Regions from separate parts of the Mus musculus genome. Here region 1 is linked to region 2. Evidence: chromatin contacts called from public capture Hi-C data. All regions are on one chromosome and are shown on one strand. The core of a region is the stretch at or near the end of the contact, and the rest is flanking DNA. Distances in the headings are between cores, read along the strand shown. Region 1 holds the start of Stxbp4 (syntaxin binding protein 4). Region 2 holds the start of Tmem100 (transmembrane protein 100).

The links. Capture Hi-C pulls out chosen DNA fragments and counts their contacts.
Region 1: a capture Hi-C map of macrophages shows a contact between it and region 2, with 5 times the contacts expected there. The contact joins the promoter of Stxbp4 here to the promoter of Tmem100 in region 2. A contact is called at or near these places in 17 of 39 promoter capture datasets (the 3T3-L1 cell line, 3T3-L1-derived adipocytes, the C10 cell line and 11 more), 2 of 15 datasets of contacts at CTCF or cohesin (the NIH/3T3 cell line and large pre-B cells), 14 of 115 datasets of contacts at active chromatin or transcription factors (the NIH/3T3 cell line, acute myeloid leukemia, bone marrow-derived macrophages and 8 more) and 3 of 9 other capture datasets (adipose tissue, embryonic stem cells and macrophages).

The regions. Positions count from the first base shown.
Region 1 is chr11:90,633,575-90,639,911 of GRCm38.p6, forward strand. Stxbp4 (syntaxin binding protein 4) reads right to left here and starts at 4,534. Exons shown (of 18, transcript NM_011505.2): 1 at 4,459-4,534. Cox11 (cytochrome c oxidase assembly protein 11, copper chaperone) reads left to right here and starts at 4,610. Exons shown (of 4, transcript NM_199008.2): 1 at 4,610-4,978. The coding sequence starts at 4,616.
Region 2 is chr11:90,028,166-90,034,378 of GRCm38.p6, forward strand. It overlaps Tmem100 (transmembrane protein 100), which reads left to right and starts at 2,183. Exons shown (of 3, transcript NM_026433.2): 1 at 2,183-2,578; 2 at 5,425-5,562.

The DNA.
Region 1 (6,337 bases), core at 3,284-5,783, 610 kb after region 2:
ATATTTAAACAAAATAGCAGCTTATTTTTCTTGTTGGGCACATATACATAACCATAACAGTATATATACAAGTCATCCAGTTCTGTGTTGAGAAGGTCTAGAAGTAACGACTACTTCTGTTTCCCAGACTTTATTTCTAAATATGAACCTCCACTAAAGGAGGCCAAACTCCCGCAGTAATGGCTGATGCTGAGGATAGGTCAGGGAAAATGCAAGGGGATCATGGAAAAGGAAAATTCTCCCCTTCATCAGAAAAGGAATTAATGGGTCTGTATTGACAGGAACACAGAAGCAACTAAGAATGTGTTAAGGAGGACTGGAGAGATGGCTCAGCGGTTAAGAGCACTGATTGCTCTTCCAGAGGTCCTGAGTTCAAGTCCCAGCAACCACATGGTGACTCACAACCATCTGTAATGGGATCTGATGCCATCTTCTAGTGTGCCTGAAGACAGTGTACTCGCATACATAAATAGTAATTCTCTCAAAAAAAAAAAAAAAAAAAGAAAGAAAGAAAAAGAAAAAAGAATGTGTTAAGGAGTAATACTCAGTCTTACAGATGGTTCCAATAGCTTTTCCCCGCAAACCACATTAGTTGTTTCTTAATGAGCATAAAATAATTTTTATATCCCTTGTAATAAAGAAACTTGGCCAGGTATGGTGATATACATCTGTAATTGTAGTGCTGGAGGCTGATGCAGGAGGATTTTTGAGTTTGAGGCCAGCCTGGGTTTCTCTGGGAGACCCTAACTCTAAACAACAAAACTAGAAACAAATCCCTGAAGATACACCTCAGTAAAGAGATAAAAACCTTGGTCATGAATCAGGATGTCACTATGTGACTCCTAAGGAAATTCAATGAGACAGGCACATTGCTTCAGTTGTGCTGCTACAAAGGCTCATAAAAATCATACACAATCCGGGCAGTGGCGGCACACGCCTTTATTCCCAGCACTCGGGAGGCAGAGGCAGGTGGATTTCTGAGTTTGAGACCAGCCTGGTCTACAGAGTGAGTTCCAGGACAGCCAGGGCTACACAGAGAAACCCTGTCTCAAAAAAAACAAAACAAAACAAAACAAAAACAAAAAAAAGTCATAACAAAAATCATTTACATGCATACCAAGGGATAGTGTACCAATTAACCATGAGGTAGTTAAACATCTCAAGGCCATGGAGAAAGGCTAAAGAACAGCTTCACACTGGTGCAAACTAAAGGGCAAGACAACTGGAAGCCAGGGGCCGTCCTGGACCAGATTCTAGAACTAAGTTGGAAACAGCAGCATACGCAGTATTAATTTCAGCAGAGTTCTTGGACACCAGGGTGTGAAGTTCTGAACTGGCACATTCCTTAAAACCCACAGGTTGAAAACCTGGCCCTGGTGGAGCTCTGTTCAGATGGTGAAAGAGCTATTAAGGTTAAATGAGAACATAATGGTGGAACAACCGACTGATCAGAAGGGGTTAGTGCTCCTTTAAGAAAGACATCAGCAAGATTGCTGACTCCTGTCAGGCATGGGAGGACACAAGTCTGCCACAAGTGAGAGAGAATCCTTATGAGAAATCAGCCACCACCTTGATCTTGGTTCTCCAGCTTCCAGAAATATAATACATTTGTTGAGTAACCTGTTTCTGAAGTGTGCTGCTATGATGGGCCAAGGTGATCGCATGGTATTACTATGCTATGATAGCACAGCATTGGGCTGATGTTAAATACTTGATGGATGCCTGTGCTGTGTCCTTGTAATCAACACTCATGCAAGGATCCAGTTTACAGTTCCAGGATATCGTCTGTCTGCCCTCGTCTCCAAGAGTACAGAGATCTTTAAGATCTTGGAAACCAGGTGAAGGATAAGTTGGGAACGTATTATTTCTGCAATGTTTATATAACTTTTAAATCATTTCAAAGTGAATATTGGAGATTGAAACATTTTAGCTACCATCCAAAAACACTTTTATATACATGAGCTGTTATTTTTCATTATCATACAGGAATTGGATTGGTACCTATTTCATTTTATTAAAAGAGAAATCTAGAAAGACCTACATCACTTTACTGCTATCAAAATGGCTGTTCCTCAGATATTCACTTTCAATTAATAAGAAAGCAGTCATGATTGCAACCCTATTATTGACACATTTATACAGCTGTTTTGAAAAATATGGAGAAACAATAGCTGGAAAGGGAAAATAGTTGAAGGAAATATATTGTTAGCTTTAAGCACATTAGCATTAGCATAGGATTTTAAAAACATTTACAAGTATATTGTCTGCGTGTAGGTGCCATGTATGTGCAGTGCCTGAAGAAGCTAGAAGAAGCCAGGAACTGAAGTCAGAGACAGTTCTGTGTCCCTAGGTGAGTGCAGGAAACAGAAGCCAGGTCCTCTGCAAGAACAGCAAACGCTCTTAAGGTCTGAGCCACCTCTCCAGCCCCCTCATATGGAATTTGAGTCTATGCAGTAAGAAAAGTAAAATGAGAGCAAAATGTTGACAATCTGGTATCAGAATGAAAGTACATGTAGAGGGAAAGGGTGACCAAACACTGTCATACCAAGATGGGAGAAGAGAAGTCTGTAACTTCAGTGACCACCTACTAGAGTGATGTCCTAGACGATGCCTACAGCCCTCAGCGCTGTGGCCACTATTCAGTTACTTCTTCAAGGCCATCATCTCCACTGTCACTAACATGCAGATGCCCCTCACTTCTGCTTCCCCTTGCCCTGCTCATTCTCACCGTGTGACTTACATCATGTTCTTCCTGCAGTGTGAATCAAATCATATCCGATCACTCCCATTTTGTCCCTTAGCCATGGCTGAAATAGCTCTGTAGTATCAGGTGTCTGTACCTGCTGTGACCCCATTTCCTTTCACTGTTAACTCTGCTCGCTCTGCACGCTCCACACGGACCCTGGTTTTTTTTGTTGTTGTTTGTCTTTGTTGATATTCAATCCTATCCAACTTATTTCTGTCTCTGGACTTGTGTACGATGTGAGATTTTTGTCTCGTGGGTAGCTCTTTCACAGTTTGGGAGTAGGCTCAAATGTCACCCCCAGGAAGACCTTCTTTTACCTCTTTAGACCTTCTTTTACCCTCCTCATTGTCACTCTCAATGACTTCATGCCATCATCAGCTAGTTTCATAGCAGACACTGTTAGTTGAAATTCCTTTATTTTACATTTATTTTCTGAGTCCTTCAGTAGAGGCTGCAGTCAATAACAAAAGTGATTGTGCCTGACTTAGTTTGGAATGTCCCCAGCAAACTAAAAAGGTGTATGGCTCAGTGAGAGTCAAGGAATACGTGCTGATTGACTGATAGCTCTTCCAGTTTTCGGTTCCAATCCACAATGTGGGGATAGTTAGACCCACAGAGGCCATCAGAAATAAGCTCTAGCTTATGGAGGTGGAAAGGTGGGCACGAGAGAGCTATTGGCTTCTTACAGCTTCTGGAAGAAGGAAAGTCAGTTTTCTTTAATGGTGCAATTGATCACACCGATCACACTCACAGACTAACACATCAATGAGTTAGTTCGCCTTCAGCCTGGACTCTGGATAATAATAATGTGGGGGGGGGGGTAGTTTTGGGAGGAGCCTGGAGTAGGGGATGAATATGACCCAAATACAGAGTAAAATACCCTCAAAGAATTAATAAAACCAAACCATTATTTTGAAAAAGAAATGACCTAACTTTTATAAAATTCTTACTATGCTTCAAGCAATGGCAAAAATCATATTATATTCTTACCCTCCTTGAATTACTGTGATTTCCATTCACGAAATAGGGCCATCAGGTTACGGAGAAGTCATATTAAAATTAAACTTATGCAAGGACAAGACTTGTGTAAATTCATTGATGCTTAACCTCCGAATCTGCTCTCAGTGCTATTTAATATTTATTGGTCCTTGTTTGTGGAACATTTAGAGAACTGAAGAAAGCTTTAGCGTATTTCCCAGGGGTCTGTGCCTGCAAGATGCACGTCTTTATTCCTTCAGTCCCTCCTTTAAAGGCCCTCCTGTCCTGGTCCCTCTATTCTGAACAAACTTGGTTTTTTCGGCGGCTGTCTGACCTAATGGTTTTGCTGGGTAAACAGCAGAGGGGTGATGAGCGCAGTGGGAGACATCTGCCCATGGGGCTGAGAAGATGCACAGGTCGGGGTGTTGGAGAGAAAGGCGGTTCTCATACTAAGTGTTCCAGAAAGAGGGACGTTGGTTTGCCTGCGCTCAGTCAGCGGCGGAAAGCAACGGGGCTGAGCGAACCCCAAGTGAGAGCCCCGCGGCAGAGCTGCCGCTGGGGGCCGCTAGGTCGAGACAAAGGCTGGCGAAGTTTGGGGAGATGGGGATACAAGCCCCAGTGAGGAGCTTGCACGCCGAAGGCCCAAATGCATTTTCTGCAAAGTAAACTAAAGAAGCATCCCAAGGAAACAAAAGTGCGAGGCACAGTCACTTAGCAAGAAAACGCGAACTTACCCTCTTCGGGCCACCCGGCCTCCGTAGCGCCACTGCTAACTGTGGAATCTGGTAGTCAAGGCAGCAGCGGAGGCTCAAGCCGGGTACCGCGAGACTCGCGAGGTCTCGCGAGATCTCGCCAGCGGCCCCGCCAGGCGGGCATTCTTTCCGGGGGGTTATGGGAGGGCTCTGGTGTCCGGGATGGAGGTTGGTGGCTTCGTGTGGCCGGGGCTGGAGGCAGCCCGGGTGGTCAGGGCGGACTGTGGTGAACGCAGAGCTGGTGCTTAGGCCCGGGTGGGATGGGCTCGGAGGCGCGGAGCGGGGTCTGAGACGCCTCGGGACATGGAAGCGCCCGTGCGGGGTCCGGGGGCCCGCGACGCAGCCGCCACGGCGGCCGAGGAGCAGCAACCCTTTCCAGCGCGCGCAGGAGGACGAGTGGCGGCGGCGGAACAAGACGGTGCTCACCTACGTGGCCGCGGCCGCCGTGGGCATGCTGGGGGCCTCCTACGCCGCGGTGCCCCTCTATCGGCTCTACTGCCAGGTAAGGGAGGGGACGAAGCGCGGCACGGATCCCACCTGAGCCATCCCCCTGCCGGGGAGGCCGAGGTCACCCGCCGGAGGGGGGAGGGGGGCGTCGCCTCGGATCCAGACCGGGAAGGACGTGCCCAAGGTCACTAAAAAACCTTGCAAGTGGAAGCCGGTTCCGGTAATGATGGAGCTGGTGCCACCCTTCAAAGGGCTATCAGCACAGCCATTCTGTGAAGCGCGGGGAGAAGGTACCGCTGACACTTGGTGAGTTAGAGCGGCTGTCGCATACCTGGAGGTTCACAGGACACCTCCCCTGCCCCAGATAGTTGTCCAACCTAAAATGCTAATAGTATACAGTGGTGCCGAGACCCACAGAAATGGAATTGACACTCCTGTGTTCAAGCTTTCCTCATTCTAGGTTAGCATCATCAGCCTAGGCTAGTTTAGCATCATCAGGCTAGGCTGGGTTAGCCTGAGGTTTAAAAAAAAAAAAAAAGGAAAAAAACCCTAAAATCAAGTTCCACGTTAAGCACCGATATTTCCAAAAGAATGCCCTGTTACTTGTGGAATCAACGAGTTTTAGAGAAGGAAATAAATAAATAAGGGAAGCCATAGAATGGTCCCTCTTCATGAGCAAATTAAAATGTAACCCAGGAAAACTGTGACAGACTCAGTAATATAGGCTTGAGCCCAGGACATTATTTTTCTGTTTTCTACCTTTTAGTTTAAACACCAAACTTGAGAAACTTCAATAACATGTCCCTAGAATATATAAGGAATTGTTTTGTTATTGAAAGACGGAACACTTAACTTGCTTTTTCTTCAGCGGATTTAAATCCTTTATGAAAAAAAAAATAGTTCATCTTAAAACTGAGTCTCTGAAACAGAATCATATCCTTACCTGTTAACTAAGGTCAAATTTATGATTTCTCTTTTAGGATTAAAGTTTAATTTGACAATATTGAGAGAAATTGAAAAAGCTAAGTAACGTGTGTAACAAGTGAAAGAAAGATAATAAAATATTAATATGGTAGGGTTTTTTTTTTTTTTTTTTTTTTTTTGCATCTTCCTTTAGCCTCATTCGGCTTTTTGTTTTTCTGGTGTAAGAAAGGTGAATTATCTGGCAGTGAGAATTGTGATAACCTCAGGCAGCAGTGTGTACACCTTGGAAGTAACACCACCTCTACCTCTAATGAGGAAATAATGGTGATGGGGAAACGTCAGACACAAATTACTCTTTTGCTACTTTAGGGTAGTTGGCGGGCAGGGTAGCCAGACAAGAGGAAGAAAGTCAGGGCCTCATTAACTGTGATGAAGGGTAAATAGGTGTGTATGCAGAGAATTACAGCTAAGAGGCAGGAAAACATTAATC
Region 2 (6,213 bases), core at 933-3,432:
GAAGATTTAGATTCTTCAAAGTTGTGTTGATGTAATAGGGATTCCCCCCTCTACCCAGAATCACATTCGTTCCTTATAGTGCCAAATGATTGTCCAGCACGAACCGCCCAGTCCTCACTCACCTCTGCAGCGCACACACCTAGTCCAGAATTGATCCGTTCTCTCTGGGGAATGTGTAGCAGCTTGCAATGCTCTCTCTAAGGCAGAGTGTCTGCCTTGGTGTCCCTGTGCCTTTCCCGTTGCAGACTTAGCTCCAAGATGAGATCTCGTTTTGATCTTTGCTTCTCTGTCTGCTCAGCAGTCTTTACTAAGACCCTGGCCTCCAAAAGCAGTACAATCAATTTCAACCATGAAGAAAGAAGAATGGTCTTGGAGACCCCTGAAATATCCCTACCGCTCTAGCATCTTCCGGAGGCTCTCTCACAGGATACCTACCAGCCTGTATCAGTCTTGGTTTCAAACACACTCAAATCTGCTTGATAACACAGCTCTGTCTCAATGCTCAGAATCCTAGGGGATACAACACACAATTCAACCATTAAGTTTCTTTTCAGGGTACTTGCTCAAAAGTAAACTGAATGATAGTGTGCTACCCTGTACCTCCCCCTTCCCTGAATGAGAACTATTCGTAGAATCTTAAGCAGTCAAAAACAATGGCCAATGGATGGGCACAAGGTAGAGACTCCTGGAGTTATGGCTTGGTTCAGCCACTTTCCCTAGTAGTATAGATCCGCTAAAGTATCACACAGTGCCAAGTCTCAGAATCTTGCACAGGAAAACACAAACAGCAGTCCTGGAGATGTGGCCTGGGTAGTGTGTGATCGATGCTTATGAACATTCACGTGCTCCGTTCCTCTTCATTCGGTGGACTGGGTAGGTCCACTCCGAATGGGGGAGTTGGTTCTAGAGTTAAGGCCGAACAAAGTGCTAGCCACCAGAAGCCAGGACAGGCAACTAAGAGGTCCAAGCTGTTCTTTCTCTCCACATGTGGATCTTAGGAGATTCCTGTGCCTGGAACTTGACCAACAAATAGTAAAGACATGTTTGTATCTAAAACACATTTTTTTCTTCTTCCTCTTACTACTGTTAGATCTTTCTACTTAAAAGAAAACTGCCTAGAGCATATTTGGGAGGGGAAATAACAAGAGTTGTTATCCCCAAAGCACACAAAAACACAGATCACTTTCCAAAATGCCCCTGATTTCAGAGTAAAATTGTTGACACACCCTTTAAAAAAAAAAAAGAGTTAGCTAGGAGAAAAGCTGGCCAGCTTCCCGAATTTCACTGAACTCAACGGGCCTTTGTGATGACAGAGATCTTCATGTGGTGATTGGACAGAGAGGAGCCTGAGGAACTGGCATCTTCCGGGATGCTGGAAACTAGCCAGCTCGACCACACCAAGCAAAAGCAAAAACGAAAGTGGGAGGGAGGGAGAATAATCAAACACACGTGAGGGCAGTTCTTCCCCAAATGCAAAGCACAAGTGTGCTCCCCAAAGAGAAACCGCCAGCGCACTTCAATGGCAGAGTGGAAACGCCCCCGGCAGGCTCCCACAGATGGGACCTGCACCAGTGACCTGTTTGTCCTGGAACTGGCCATCCTTCTTGCTTCCTTCCACTGCGGACCCTCCCTCCCCCTAAGCAACGGCTCCTTATTGCTAAGGAAGAGGAGATGCTTTTTAAGTAAGGGGGAATTCTCTCTGACGTAGTAAATCTCCTCACAGCGTTGTTTGTGATGTTCTTGGTGGCCTCAGTTCTTCTGAGATGTGGCAGTCCAGTGTGTTAGCAACCCCATGCAATCTGGCATCTTCACATAAGGAACACTCATTGGCGAACCAGCTTGCTTGACTTCATGGCGACAGGCCACCCAGGCACTACATACAGCCTTATCTCTTATCATCTATCGCTCTTCTTCAGGCTGGCCTCGAACTCAGAAGTCTGCCTGCCTCTGCCTTCCAAGTGCTGAGATTAAAGGCGTGTGCCATCAGTGCGCCGCTATCTATTACTCTTCTTATCACTTAAACCTCATGGTGACAAATCTGCAGAGGATCCCACTCTCCTTTCCGGAATTCTCCAATGGCTTGCCTTTACCCATCCCCACCCCTCCTCCCACACCCATCTCTCCACCCACCCCTACCCTTACTCCTCCACCGCTAATGTAGAAGACCGAAAAGGAGTTCTTTTCTGCAGCTTCACACTACAAAAGAGTGATATCGAAGACTAGGTTAGAGAAAACCATAAAAAAGAATGCTTGCATAAGGATTTTAAACGGGGGAAAGAAAACAGGAGAGATTTTTAGTGACTTTTTAAATAATTGGGTTATGATGGATTCACTCCTGTAATTACAGTGGATGGTGTGGGCACGGAAAAAAAAATAGAAAAGAAAAGGAAAACGTAGAGTAAAATACAACAGCGAGTAAGGAATTTCCTTTCACCAAATTGTCTCCGGTCCCTTAATGGTCTGTAAATCTTGCTGAGTACTTTGTGTACGGTCCCTAGCATGGTGATTTGCATCCCACTGTCGGCCTCGCTGTTGGCCGCCGCTTGCTGCTGTCTCAGTCCACTTCTGGCTGAGAAAGGTAAGGCTCGGTTTCCTTGCTCTTTGAAAGATCTGGGAGAGGCTTGTAGATTGTTTGCCGGGGTTCGCCCGGGGAGGACGGTTCATACACTCGGAAGTCTTCAGGAAAGTTTTCTAAACTTGAGCCTTCCCAAGCCCTGCGCTCAAAGGAAAAAAAAAAAAAAAAAGAACCAGGGAAATTTCCTCACTTTTCTGCACCAAGAGCTTGCAGAAAAAGAGACTGGATGCATTGTGATGAAAATTTGCACGTGGGGCCAGGTGTCGCTTCCCAGGGTGTTTAATACCAGCTAGGCACCCTGTGGGCGGAAGACTGGACATTCAAAGGCGTTTTTGCATGTTTTGCTGTGAAAAATCTTTTTGAATTTCTTCTTAAGAGATAAAGTTGGTTAAAGATGCTTGTGCCCCCGGTTGCCCTGGTGCTTCTACCCTTTTCTTCCTGGCACAATTTCTGGTTAATCTCTGAGCTTTCCATTTCTTTAAATTTACCAGTTCAAATCAGGAGTTGTCTAATTTTGGAGACTGGCATCTTCTTACCTAGACAGATGCCTTTACACTGTGCTGGGACAGTGGCGCGGAGCGCCACACCTGAAACCATGAGAAGCCGAAGCTTCCAAGTTAGAAGTAGCAGCAAACCTGTGGCCTTGCACCCTGGAGGCACAGCTCTGTTCAGTGTCTCTCCTTACCGTTTCATCCTGGGGCTCGCCATGGGAAAGGATGCCTCTCTCCCCTGTAGGTTCATTTCTTTACCTTCGGCTTAGGAAGCAAGGGAAAATGATCTTCCACTAGGATATGGTGATGTTCAGAACTTCCTGGCTGCTACTGGGGATTTGCTTAATATACAGTAAATGGCCTGTGCTAGGAATCAGGGAGGTCTTGCCCCAAAGGCAGGAGTTCCCAAGTGGGAAGCAGCTCTCTTTGAGGGTTTCTATTTGATGTAGCCTAGACCCTAGGTCACCATCTTCTGAATACCCTGGTTCCAAATATGCCCAATCTCGCCATCCAGCGATGTCACTAGTTATACGTGAGACTCCATTTCTCTAAGACTCACATTGGAAGCTGTGGGTGATGGCAGTCTGGGCTTCCAGCTGGCCTAGAGGTACCTCCTATACCCAGCATGTTGGACCTCTGACTCAGGTCTCGGTAACTTCTCAGTGTGATCAATTGGAACCAAGGAGCACTTGCTCTGGCTCACATTGGAGGAAAGGGACTCCTGGTCTCTCTGTGTCCCCCTTGGAAGCTAGGAGGGTGAGAGGTCCAGGGGGCAAGCCAGTGGCTAAAGAGAGCTAAGCATCCCTCGGATGGGAAGACGAAGCTATTCTGTCAGTGATGTGAATGAGGAGACTGGACCAGGAATTGGTAAGACTTGCACAGATGAAGGAAATCCTGGGATAACCTTTAGAAATATGGGCAGGCTTGCCATAGTGCTCTTGCTTTGCCACCGACCTGCTTCACCCCAGGTTTTAGTGGCATTTCTGTAAGACAGCCTAACCCTGTCAGGTCACTGATGATGCTGGGGCACAGCCTTGAGGATATTATTCGAAAGAATGGTGTGCCAGGTGCGTGTTTGAAGATTTAAGATATATTATTGATTAAAATAGGACCAGAAACAGCAAGGCTTGGCATAGGCGGACTATATTATGGACCGATTTATTCAGACTCTACATTTTATAAGCTCCGAGGGTGAGCTTGCACCTATTCATGACTGAGGTTCAGTGGGCCTGGTGGTGAAGGTCTGTGACTGTAGCGACTGAAGAAACTGAGACAGGGGGATTTAAAGGTCAAGGCGGAGAGTGGGCTGGGAATATAGCTGAACGGTAAAGTTCTTGCTGAGTACATATGAGACTCTGGGCTCGATCTCCAGGATAGAGGAAAAACTGGGGTCTGAAGCGAGAGTTTATTTCTTTGTGAACTTAAGTCATTTTATTTACCTCTGTATGTCTCCATAACTTTATTTACAAATGAATGAGAATACTAACGTGTGTCAGTCCTTAATATCATACCACACCCATAATAAGTGCTTTGTCCATAGAGGCAATGTTGCTGGTGACAGTGGTGGCCAATTTCAGGTTTGCCAAAACCACTCATCGCCCAGAACAAGCAGTAAGCAATCCCTGCTTAAATCAAGATAACCCGGGGTTTCCCAGCTTAACCAGGAATGTAGTCTTTCCCGCCCTCTTCTGTAAATGAAGGAACATCAAACGAGGGGAGGGGCCATCTCACACATACATGAGTAAAAAAAAAAAAAAAAAAAAAAACAAACCTGTGAGCATAGAGCATTGGCTTTCTGCTGGTCTAGAGGCTGGGCTCGGAGGTTTGACAACTCCACAGCTGTTCCTGCCTCTGAGGAGCGTCTGTCCCCCGGCTCTGTCCGTCAGCTAGGTCTGCAGTGCTGACTCTGGGATTCTCTTATGAAAATGCCTGATTGCCCAGCCAGAGGAGGAGGAGGAGGAGGAGGAGGAGGAGGAGGAGGAAGATCTAGAGTTAGGCTGGGGAAAAAAATGAGTAACTCAGAGCAGCCTGCTTCAATAAATGCTGGGAGAGAAAGAAAAGCCGAGGCTGGCTCCAGTCTCTGGGGACTCTGAGGTGATGATCCGGAATTATCATGTCCCCGAGCGGAGTTGGAGCATGCCAAAACTCTGAATCTGCTGGTGAGGAAAAGAAGAAGGAAGAAAGAAGAAAGAAAGGAAAAAGAAGGGAGGGACATGCTAGAGGAAGAGGGAGTTAATTGAGAGGGGAGGGGAGGGGAGGGCAAGCCTCCCTGAGGAGCCGGGGTGACAGGAAAGAAGAGTTCCAGGATCCAAAGCCTTGTCTGCAGTTAAGTATTTGTATGTCTGTTCTGTCCCCCAGAGGCAATCCCTGGTCTGTCCTTTTACCAATGCCCAGTGGGTGACAGGCTCTTTCCCAGAAGTTGAACGGAGCTACGCTGGCAGATCCCTCTCTCCCAAGTCAAGTGGCCTCTCTGGTAATGGACTGCCTTTCTGTGAGGTATGTGTTGTGAATTTCCGGACAGATCTTTGATTTTAAGTTGTGATGATCTCAGCTTTGAGGGGAGGGAGATTTTAATTTTAACTTTTTTTTCCCCGGATAAAATGTCAAATATCCTTTCACCGACCTAGCCACTATAATTTTAGGATAATTGAATAATGCTTAATAAATAATCATTACCTATTAATTAATCATGGATAATAGTTCATTTGTTGGTGACTAAAAAATTATATGCAAGGTACATCAGGTGGACCTCTCTTGTACTTTCATTGCCTGGTGAGTGGCATTTTGGTCTGTTTCGATTTAGTGTTGTGTTTATTGTCAGTTAGGGTTTAATACATTCAAAGGATTAATATAATCAAACAATCTTAAAGTGTCCCACAAATCTGTAGTCCTTGCGACTGTGCAGCCTCTCCTGGGTGCCAGTCAGCGAGTGACCCTGTGACAGCTCTGAGGTTCAGACAAAACCTTCTTCCTGGTTTCTCAAACTGGGGTTTCTACCAGATGCCTTTTGATCTGAGTTTTGTACTAAAACCTTCAAGTTCAAAACAGCTAAGAAAGGGGCAAGTTTTATGCAGAAGGTCATTAAGGAAAAATGAATTGGCCAAATGTGTGTGTGTGTGTGTGTGTGTGTGTGTGTGATATTTATGC